3 separate regions of the Mus musculus genome follow, and regions 2 and 3 are each linked to region 1. The links are chromatin contacts, called in public ChIA-PET and promoter capture Hi-C maps. All regions are on one chromosome and are shown on one strand. The core of a region is the stretch at or near the end of the contact, and the rest is flanking DNA. Distances in the headings are between cores, read along the strand shown.

The links. Promoter capture Hi-C pulls out the DNA fragments that hold promoters and counts their contacts. ChIA-PET counts read pairs in DNA pulled down with a chosen protein or histone mark.
Region 2: a contact with region 1 is called in an RNA polymerase II ChIA-PET map of effector CD8 T cells, with 11 read pairs. The contact joins the enhancer-like site here to the promoter of Cep112 in region 1. A contact is called at or near these places in 1 of 15 datasets of contacts at CTCF or cohesin (the NIH/3T3 cell line), 2 of 484 Hi-C or Micro-C datasets (the HL-1 cell line and reprogramming fibroblasts) and 4 of 115 datasets of contacts at active chromatin or transcription factors (astrocytes, effector CD8 T cells, memory CD8 T cells and 1 more).
Region 3: a contact with region 1 is called in a promoter capture Hi-C map of liver, with 2.1 times the contacts expected there. The contact joins the enhancer-like site here to the promoter of Cep112 in region 1. A contact is called at or near these places in 2 of 39 promoter capture datasets (hippocampal neurons and liver), 4 of 484 Hi-C or Micro-C datasets (cerebral cortex, embryonic stem cells and muscle stem cells), 3 of 115 datasets of contacts at active chromatin or transcription factors (effector CD8 T cells, embryonic stem cells and memory CD8 T cells) and 2 of 9 other capture datasets (liver and macrophages).

What each region holds. Positions count from the first base shown.
Region 1 is chr11:108,423,984-108,426,683 of GRCm38.p6, reverse strand. It overlaps Cep112 (centrosomal protein 112), which reads right to left and starts at 1,418. Exons shown (of 27, transcript NM_001373899.1): 1 at 1,333-1,418.
Region 2 is chr11:108,270,260-108,272,959 of GRCm38.p6, reverse strand. All of the region lies in intron 2 of Prkca (protein kinase C, alpha), which reads left to right. Among named protein-coding and RNA genes, the nearest start is that of Prkca, 72 kb to the left of the region's middle. Within about 2 kb of position 1,424, at least 48 of the 459 cell types and tissues checked have an H3K27ac peak or open chromatin away from gene starts, as enhancers often do. A contact at or near this core is called in the HL-1 cell line, effector CD8 T cells and memory CD8 T cells, where this site is marked.
Region 3 is chr11:108,221,649-108,224,352 of GRCm38.p6, reverse strand. The region is part of intron 2 of Prkca (protein kinase C, alpha); the gene reads left to right. Among named protein-coding and RNA genes, the nearest start is that of Gm11655, 50 kb to the right of the region's middle. Within about 2 kb of position 1,417, at least 167 of the 459 cell types and tissues checked have an H3K27ac peak or open chromatin away from gene starts, as enhancers often do. A contact at or near this core is called in cerebral cortex, liver and memory CD8 T cells, where this site is marked.

The DNA.
Region 1 (2,700 bases), core at 169-2,668:
ACCTCAAGCAAGCCAGCAATAGTAACATCCTTAAAAAGGAGAGACACACTTCATATGCAGAGCATGCCCCTCGCCAAGCGCAATCTATTCCTGAAAGTTGTGTAAATGCTTTTTGTTCCATCAGATTATATGTTGAGTATATTGTGAAGAATAACACAGAAGCCCTGAAACGCCAACAAATCAACAAGGGTTACCCGGGCACATTTGGGGGTTTTGGTTGTTTTGCCTTTTTTGAAGGAAGGGGGGACAGAAGCCTTCCCAGAAGACACTGGGCTGCCAGCTAAGCTTAATCAGGGAGCCCAGGTCCAAGTGAGAGACTCTCTTTAAAACAAGTTGGACAGTTCCTGAAAATATCTGAGGTCAAGACTATGAGTGTCATAACTGTATCCCGGCATGTCATCAAATGCACCTAACTTGACAGGAACAGTTCCCATTGTCCTTTACAGGCCTGAAGCTGGGGCTTAACAGTGTGCAGGACCTGACCCAAATCCAAGAGACAATCCTGGACCTGAATACTGCACAATTATCCTCCTCTCCGCTTTGCTGGGCATTGGAGAGGTGGTCGCTGTGTAATGAGGTTCACTGGCATTTTGATTGCCTTTTCTATCTTACTTTCATGTATCTTTAAATAGGAAATGCAAATCATAAAAATACCAGCATACTGATGGGGGGGGGGGTACTCAGGAGGCAGAGGCAGGTGGATCTCTGTGAATTCCACTCTGTCTCGAAGATGAAACAAAGGTCAGCGGTCCTATTTATTTGCTCTCTGGATCACTACACTCTATGTCCCCACAAAGGGCAAGGACTCCAGGCTGGGTCCCCAAAGGGCAGGGACTCCAGTCTGGGTCCTTGCAAGTTCACTGTTCATCAGGACTTTCTCGGAGTCGGCCTGCAGTCTGATTCTCCTCCTCTGACTGATCTGACAGCACCTAAGAACTGCAGCGGTCCGGTTCCTGGCGGTCACTTCCTCCGCCCGAGTGGGCACCGGGAGCGGCGCCTGTGTGGCCCACCCAGGCCCGGGCCGCTCTCCTACCTGCTCCAGGACACAGACCTCTTCTCACAACCGCAAGCCCCCTACCTCGGGGTTCTGGGTCCCGCCATGCCGCCTGCCCAAACTTTCCTGAGAACTTTTCCCTGGCCGTCGCTCGGCTGCTGACCCCGCCGGCGCGCGCGCCACACAGGCCGCAAGCGCGGGTCCCGGGCCTGCGGGCGACGCCCCTCCCCGGGCCAACCCGCACGCGCGGGGGCTCCATCCCGCGCAAAATTCCACTCAGAACCTGGGAGTAGGAGGCGGGTGGGGATTGTCGATGGGAGAAACAAGAGAGAGAGAACCTGGCGCCCCAACAAGCAAGCCGTCCACTCGGCCGCCGACGCCCAGCCGCCACAGCCAAACGGTTTCAAATCCTTGCGGGCCGTCCAGCAAACCGGGGGCGGGACTAGCAAACTCGCCTGTCCCGCCCCCTCGAGCTGCGGCTGGCATTCAACTCTGTTGCCATGGCGACGCTCCGGGTTAGGTCTGTCACTGCTCCTCAAGTCCGAGGGGGCGGGAATTTCCGCCCTTCGGGCAGTTCGCATGCTAAGGGCGGAGACTTCCCTCCTCACTGTTTCCCCACCCTCCGAGAAATGGCGCCAGCAAGCAGCTCCGTTGCTATGGTAACTGTCTAGTCTACTGCGCAGGCGCCGAGCTCGTGGTTTTAGCCCATCTCCCCAGAACGGTTAGTTTCCAGGCTTAATCTTCTGTGATCCCTGGACTATACAGTGGATGCTGCATCTTCCTGACTTCTTACTCAGTCGCTTGTGAGCACTTTAAAGATTGAGGAGAAAGAACAAGAAAAACTCAAAAGTGATGGAACTACTGGACAGTAATTGGCAGAAAAGCCTGTCGTTTGAACAGACATCACCGTTGAGTAAGTCCGAAGCATGAAAATTTACCCTTGTTAGTTCACACTCCAGAGGTGAATTATTCAAAACAACGAGCAGGATATTTACATTTGTTATTTAGAACCATCATAAGTCTGAAAACACTAACCCTGCAAGATCCTGAACTGAAATTTAAAAGCTTTCTGTTTAACACTCTGTACAGAATAGTACCATCAAGTAGGGGAGAAAATGTATTTTTGCGCTTCCCAGGAAGTCTGGTGGACCTCGGGCGGTCAACTTTGCTGTGTACTGGTGTTCTTTGATCTTTTACGTTTCTGGAAGCTCTGAACTGGATAATTTAAAATACCAACAGAAACAAAATTTAAATTGTAAAAAACACTCCCTTCAATGAAATGCAGTGTGCCGCTGCTTTTCACCTAAGTTCACAATAGAATCCCTCTGCAGAGTCTTTGCGATGCACTCAGTGTGGTGCCAAACCTCAATTGAAGCACAGCTTGAAGCATCTTTTCAAGTTTACATAAGGAAAGTAGAGGAGTCGCTTGTTTGCAATTAGCTGTTTTCAGCTTCCAGAAGAAGACTACGTTCTTTCAAGGTGCACTTTGGAATCCACCTCCCTGGAAGAGACAGCAATTGTTCATTATTTCAGAGGCAATTTGTACTACAGAAGAAAGAATGCTTTCAAGAATATTTGGTTTCCAAAAGCATTATTTGAGCACACTCGCAGCTGAGCGATTGTCCCACAATCCAGATCGTTGGTACTAAGAATCAGATTGTAAAACCCACGTATGCAGAAATGAGACGAGTCAGAGACCACTTGGA
Region 2 (2,700 bases), core at 175-2,674, 150 kb after region 1:
GATGAATGGTGTCAGAACTCGGCAGGATGATTGACACCTGCGTGTAGTGAAATAGGAAAACATTCCAAGATTAATTTTCCTTCTCTCTGAGTAGGGTTAGGGGTCAGACACAAGTGACATGCTAAGCTCTGCTTACATGAGTTTCTAGTGTCTGATGAATGACGGCATTGGCCACTACGTGGGCGGTAACACTGAGGTTTCTGCACACACAGTGTCTGGTGAGACAGGACCTGCCACAGGGTCAGATCAAGGCTAATAGATATCCATCCACAATGAGATGCAAAACTAGGAGAAAGAGGAGTGAGTGAGTGAGTGAGTGAGTGGGCGAGTGAGTGGGACTCTTGGCAGGTAGCTCTGAGAGAAAACCCTGGGCTTGTGGAGACTCCTGACAGCTCAGTAAAAGAGGCCTTTATTTTTGACCTTCCTGTAGGGTCTTAGGCATGGCTTATTTCTAGTGGAGCATGACCTAGGAGTTCTTTTGAGAAAAGGTCTCTCACTGGACTGGGGTCTACCAATTAGGCTAGACTGCCAGGGAGTCCCAGGAATTGGTCCCTGCCTTTCCAGCACTGGATTTAGAAGCACATACCACCATATCAGGCTTTCTCACTCTCTCTTTTTCTCTCTTTTTTTTTTTTTTTTTTTTTTTTTTTAACCTGGGTTCTGGGGACAAAGTGCAGGTCCTTATAATTACACAGCAAGCTCTTTGAGACTTTTTTTTTAAAACCTAAAAAGAAGAGTGAACCTGTTTCTCCAAGTGTTTTGACCTCTGCCTTGTCAGCATGGTTGGGAGTGGTCCTGAGAAGGCTGAGATGAGCCGTGTGAGCTTTGATTTCAGAACTTCCCTGTGGTCATCAAGTTCATGTCTTTGGGGATGCAGTCTACCCTCGGCATGGACCCCTTGTTGCTCAGATGACCCTTGTGAGGGTCCCAGAAGGCTTCATTGCGATATCCACAGGCTTCTCCCCTCTAGTTGTTTTCTGTAAAATAGATTCTGTCATCTGTTAATCCCGATGCCTCTCCTTTAACATCCCCTACCCTCCTGCCATATACGTTGCCAAGCCAGAGGAGTAGGCAGCCCCCTCTCATGTCATTATGGAAGGAGGATGCTAGAAGTGCTCTGCCTTGCCTTTCTCCCAGATGAGAGCAGACGCCAGTTCTGGAGCCCAGAAGCCTGCGAAGCTGGGGGGTCCAGGTGTGCGGATGAGGGACTCTGGCAACCCTGAAGGCCTCAGTCACTAAAGCAGCCTGCCGTGGGCTTTTGTGGGGCCTGTGTCTGGGCTGGAAAGGGATTTCCCACGTGACAGGCTAGAGGGGTTACAGGGACCTCCAGGTGCTTTTACTCCCTGTCACAGGAGCTCTGACTGTACTACTTACAGCTCTGTTGGGTTGCTTTCACGGTGTGCAACCTGGGAGAAGCTTTGAAAGCAGAGAAGGGGGATCACGTGATCCCTTCCACTGTGGTTGCTTGAGTGCTTTCACCCTGCCAAGGTGCCGGCCCCGCCCACGCTTGTGGAGATCCTAGGTGCAAGTCTCCATGCCGCTTCCCTGGCCTTAGTGCCCCATTCTTTCATCTCCTAGACAGTCGAGTGTGGCAGGCCTCTTGGATGGTCTTCTGTGTCCTCTTCCTCCCCCAAGAGCAGAAGAAAGCTTCATTTCTCTTCGTTATGCAGCCTCTCCTCTCAGGTGGCCTGGGTGCTGCCTAGTACGTCACCCGTGGAGCAGGCTCAGGGTATCTTTGGCTGTGCCCACCACAGTGCCTGGCAGCAGCTGGAAGGAAAAGCTCCACAGACCCTTTTCATCAGCCATGGGGCTGATGGGACAAACCAGCGAGTAACCTTAAACAAAGAAGCAAACAAGTACAATCACAAAACACCAGCTTTCTTATGGCTCATTTAATGATGGAACACTGTCTTAGTACTTGTCTTGTTGCTGCGGAAAAAAAAAAAAAATACTTGGGCAAGCAACTTTAAAGCAGGAGGAGTTTACTCGGCTTACCATGGCAGAGAGGGTGTGGCTGCAGGAACGTTAGGCAGCTGGTTCCAGGGCACCCTGTCAAAAGCACAGAGCAATGGCTCTCGGACCCCAACTCATTTTCCCCTTTTTAGTCAATGTGAGAGCCCACCAAGCCCATGGAATGGTCACCCACATTTAGTGTGTCTTCCCACCCTGGGTGACCCATCCAGATAATCTCTTACAGTCTCACACAGAGACTGGTTACCATGGTGATTGGTGATTCTCAATCCCATTGAGCTGACAATCAAAATTAGCCATTGTAAGGAGCCACTCTGTGTTAGTTCACTTAATTTTAACTTATTTAGAAATTTTCTAAATGGATTGGGAAGGACAGTGGAACAAATCCTCCAATTCTTTTCTCAGGATTCACCACGTGCCCACATGCCCCTCCTACCTCTGCCTTCTCAAGCTCTTGTACCCCCCCCCAATTCACTCATATACAAACATACACACACATACACACTCACTCATACACACATGCCTAAAAATACACGTACACACCTACTCATACACACACATACACACATACCAGATACCACACACTAGAACCATATTACACATATCACACAAATACACACACTAGACACCATTCACACATACCACACAGACAATCATCACACAAATACACACCACACACACCTACACACACACACACACACACACATATATATACACACACACATATAT
Region 3 (2,704 bases), core at 168-2,667, 200 kb after region 1:
GTCCCTTGACTTTTGTTTTGATAGCATGTAAGCCACACATGATTGAAACTGTGTTAGTTCACAGAATGCTAGTAGCTTTGATTTTTTTTTCCCCTAATTAGCCTACTCGGAGGAAAAACTTAAATGTTCATATTCTCACAGTGTCCAGGGCTGGACAGCTATTATGGATGAGTTGGTTGCACTTCGATCATCAGAGAACCCTTCCTGTAAGTGCCCAGGCAACCGATCCCCACTATGTCAGGGCCCAGCAGGGAAAGAGCTTGGGTCCCCGTCTTCTGCCCACAGCCCTGCCTGCCAGCCAAGACCATGAATCAAAGTCTCTGACACAAAGTCATGTTATGAACCCTGGGCTTCCTATAGAGTTTGGCTCACTCCGGGCTGATCTCTAATAAAGACAAAGGCCAGGGGACAGAAATATCTCTCTTCTTGCTCCTGGCAAATACCATTTCGATCCTGTCTCCATCTCAGTGTCCAGAAAATTGGATTGGAAACGGGACATCGCCGGGGAGTAAATCAGATTAGTGCTTCCTCCCTCGCAGCCTCCAGCAGGCCTCTCATTCTGCTGAGCACGTCTCTCATTTATATGAAGTTGTTTATGACCCCCCTGTGTCACAGAGACGTTTCTAAACCGACTGAATCAGTACAGGCAGTGGGTGACCCTCCTAGCCACGGAGCCTAGAGGATTGGGCTTATTGGAAAATACTGCCAGTGGCTTCATTTTGTCTGGAGAAATGTCTGTGTCCTCACAGCTTTCGTATAGCTGGACACTAAGTGACCTCAGGAGAGCCCCCATCTGTCCCTCACAAGCCACTTGGTGTCTGACAGTGGCCCAGGCCCCAGAGCTGACTGGAATGGGACCCTGAGTCCTGGTTCAACACAGGTGTTTCCAGAGTCCTCTGTGTGGGCACTTACAGAGAGGATCATCTGTTCTCACAGGAACCCATCTGCTGACAAGAAGTGTCGAGGAGCAGGCAGCGCAGCTGTGTGCGACAGGAATAAGGAACTGCCCTGATGGGTGTTGAGGTTTCCGGTTCCTCCTGAGACCTTTCAATTTCCAAGAACTTCTTGGAGTGTTTGGTCACAAGATGCAGACGGGCTCTGCTTGTTTTCATGGCACAGATGCTTTTAAGAACAGAGCTTTGCACACTTCAATGTAAAATTAGATTCCAAAAGCCCACAGATGGTTCTAGAGCGAACTCTCCTTAACCCCACTCCCAGGTCAGCCACAGAACCAGGACCTCACGCATCAGGGCATGACTCTACCACTGAGTTCCACCCCAGCTTTCTGAACCCCGTTGGAACCTTGGGTGTTTCTCCAAAGACACAGGAACTCACCCAGTCCCCATGTTGTGTGCACAGAGCCCCTCACTGTTTCCCTGATTGCGTTTGCTGTCTTTGTAAGTTCAGAAGTATTTGGGAGGCGGAAGCTGACAGCCCTCCACACCCCAGAGGCCTGAGTCCGGATGCAGAAGTCTACCTCCGCTCACTTCCTACTGGCTAGATGGCCATGGGCCATGGCATATCCATGCCTGACACCACAGAGAAGGCTCCCATGAAGTCAGGAGGCTCCGTGGTGAAGCAGGAACTGGAACTCGAGGAGGTCCCAAGGAGAGAGTGGAAACCAGGGTTTAAGTGCGGCCATCTGGTCTCCCACAGGCCACGCCCATCTTTCTGACTGCAGCTTCTACAGCTGGTTTGATTGTTCTTGTGGTCCTCATTATCCACTTCAGACTGAATGACATGAAAGTCTCCGGGAGTAGACAGACACAGGCATCCAAATATCATAACATTTTTTTTTCTTAGACCAAATAACAAGGCTGCTTAGGCTTTTTAGCATCTAAAACTGTGGGTTGTGATATCATTGTATTTGGGTTAAATTTATTTTTGATTGATAACTCCAATGTTATTGTGCTTAGCTCTCAGTGTTGGGCAAAAACCCAGGGCTGGTGTAGACTTTATTTATGTCTGATTTCTTTGTGAAACTGATTCTTTTCTCGTGCCCTACTTTTAGGATTTGAATTTTAGCAGAATTAATCTGAAATGACTCAGAATTATACAATTAATTGCATTCAGCTTCAATTATAGTTTGCGCTAGCTGAGCCAGGCTATTGTCCTCCCTGGGGCAGGCACTTGCACATGGCTGTCTTGGCAGGTGCTAAGGCCCTGTGGCTCTCCCTTCAGCATGCCAGCTTCCTGGGGAAAGTTGTTCAGGGCTGACAGTCTTCTGCCAAGTACATTGAGAGTGGTAAGGACCCAGGAGTGCCACGGGGCTGTTGACATCAGATTCTTTTATTATGGTATAGGGGAAAACAGACTGTGATGTAAAGGGTGGAGGAGTTAAGACTTAGGTAGGTATTGTGGGTCCTGTTATCACTGACCATGGCTGGGGTCAGAGAAAGAGAGGGGCCTCCTCTGAGCTCAGAGGAGCCAGAGGATGAGACCAGGTAACAAAGGGGCTTACAGAAGGGAGGTGGGAATTAACAAGAGGCTACAAAATATTGAGTGCGCTGTGGAGAGAAACATTCTATGGGTGAATCAGCTACAGGTCTGGGCTGCTTCTGCTGGGGTGGGGGATATCTTTAGATCAGTGTGCTGAAGTCAGGGACAGCGTGTCTCCAACTCCTGCTCCTCTGGAATGTTCTTATTTTCTTCGCAGGCTGACTTCATTCACACTGTCTATTTGGCAACACATGACCGAATTGGG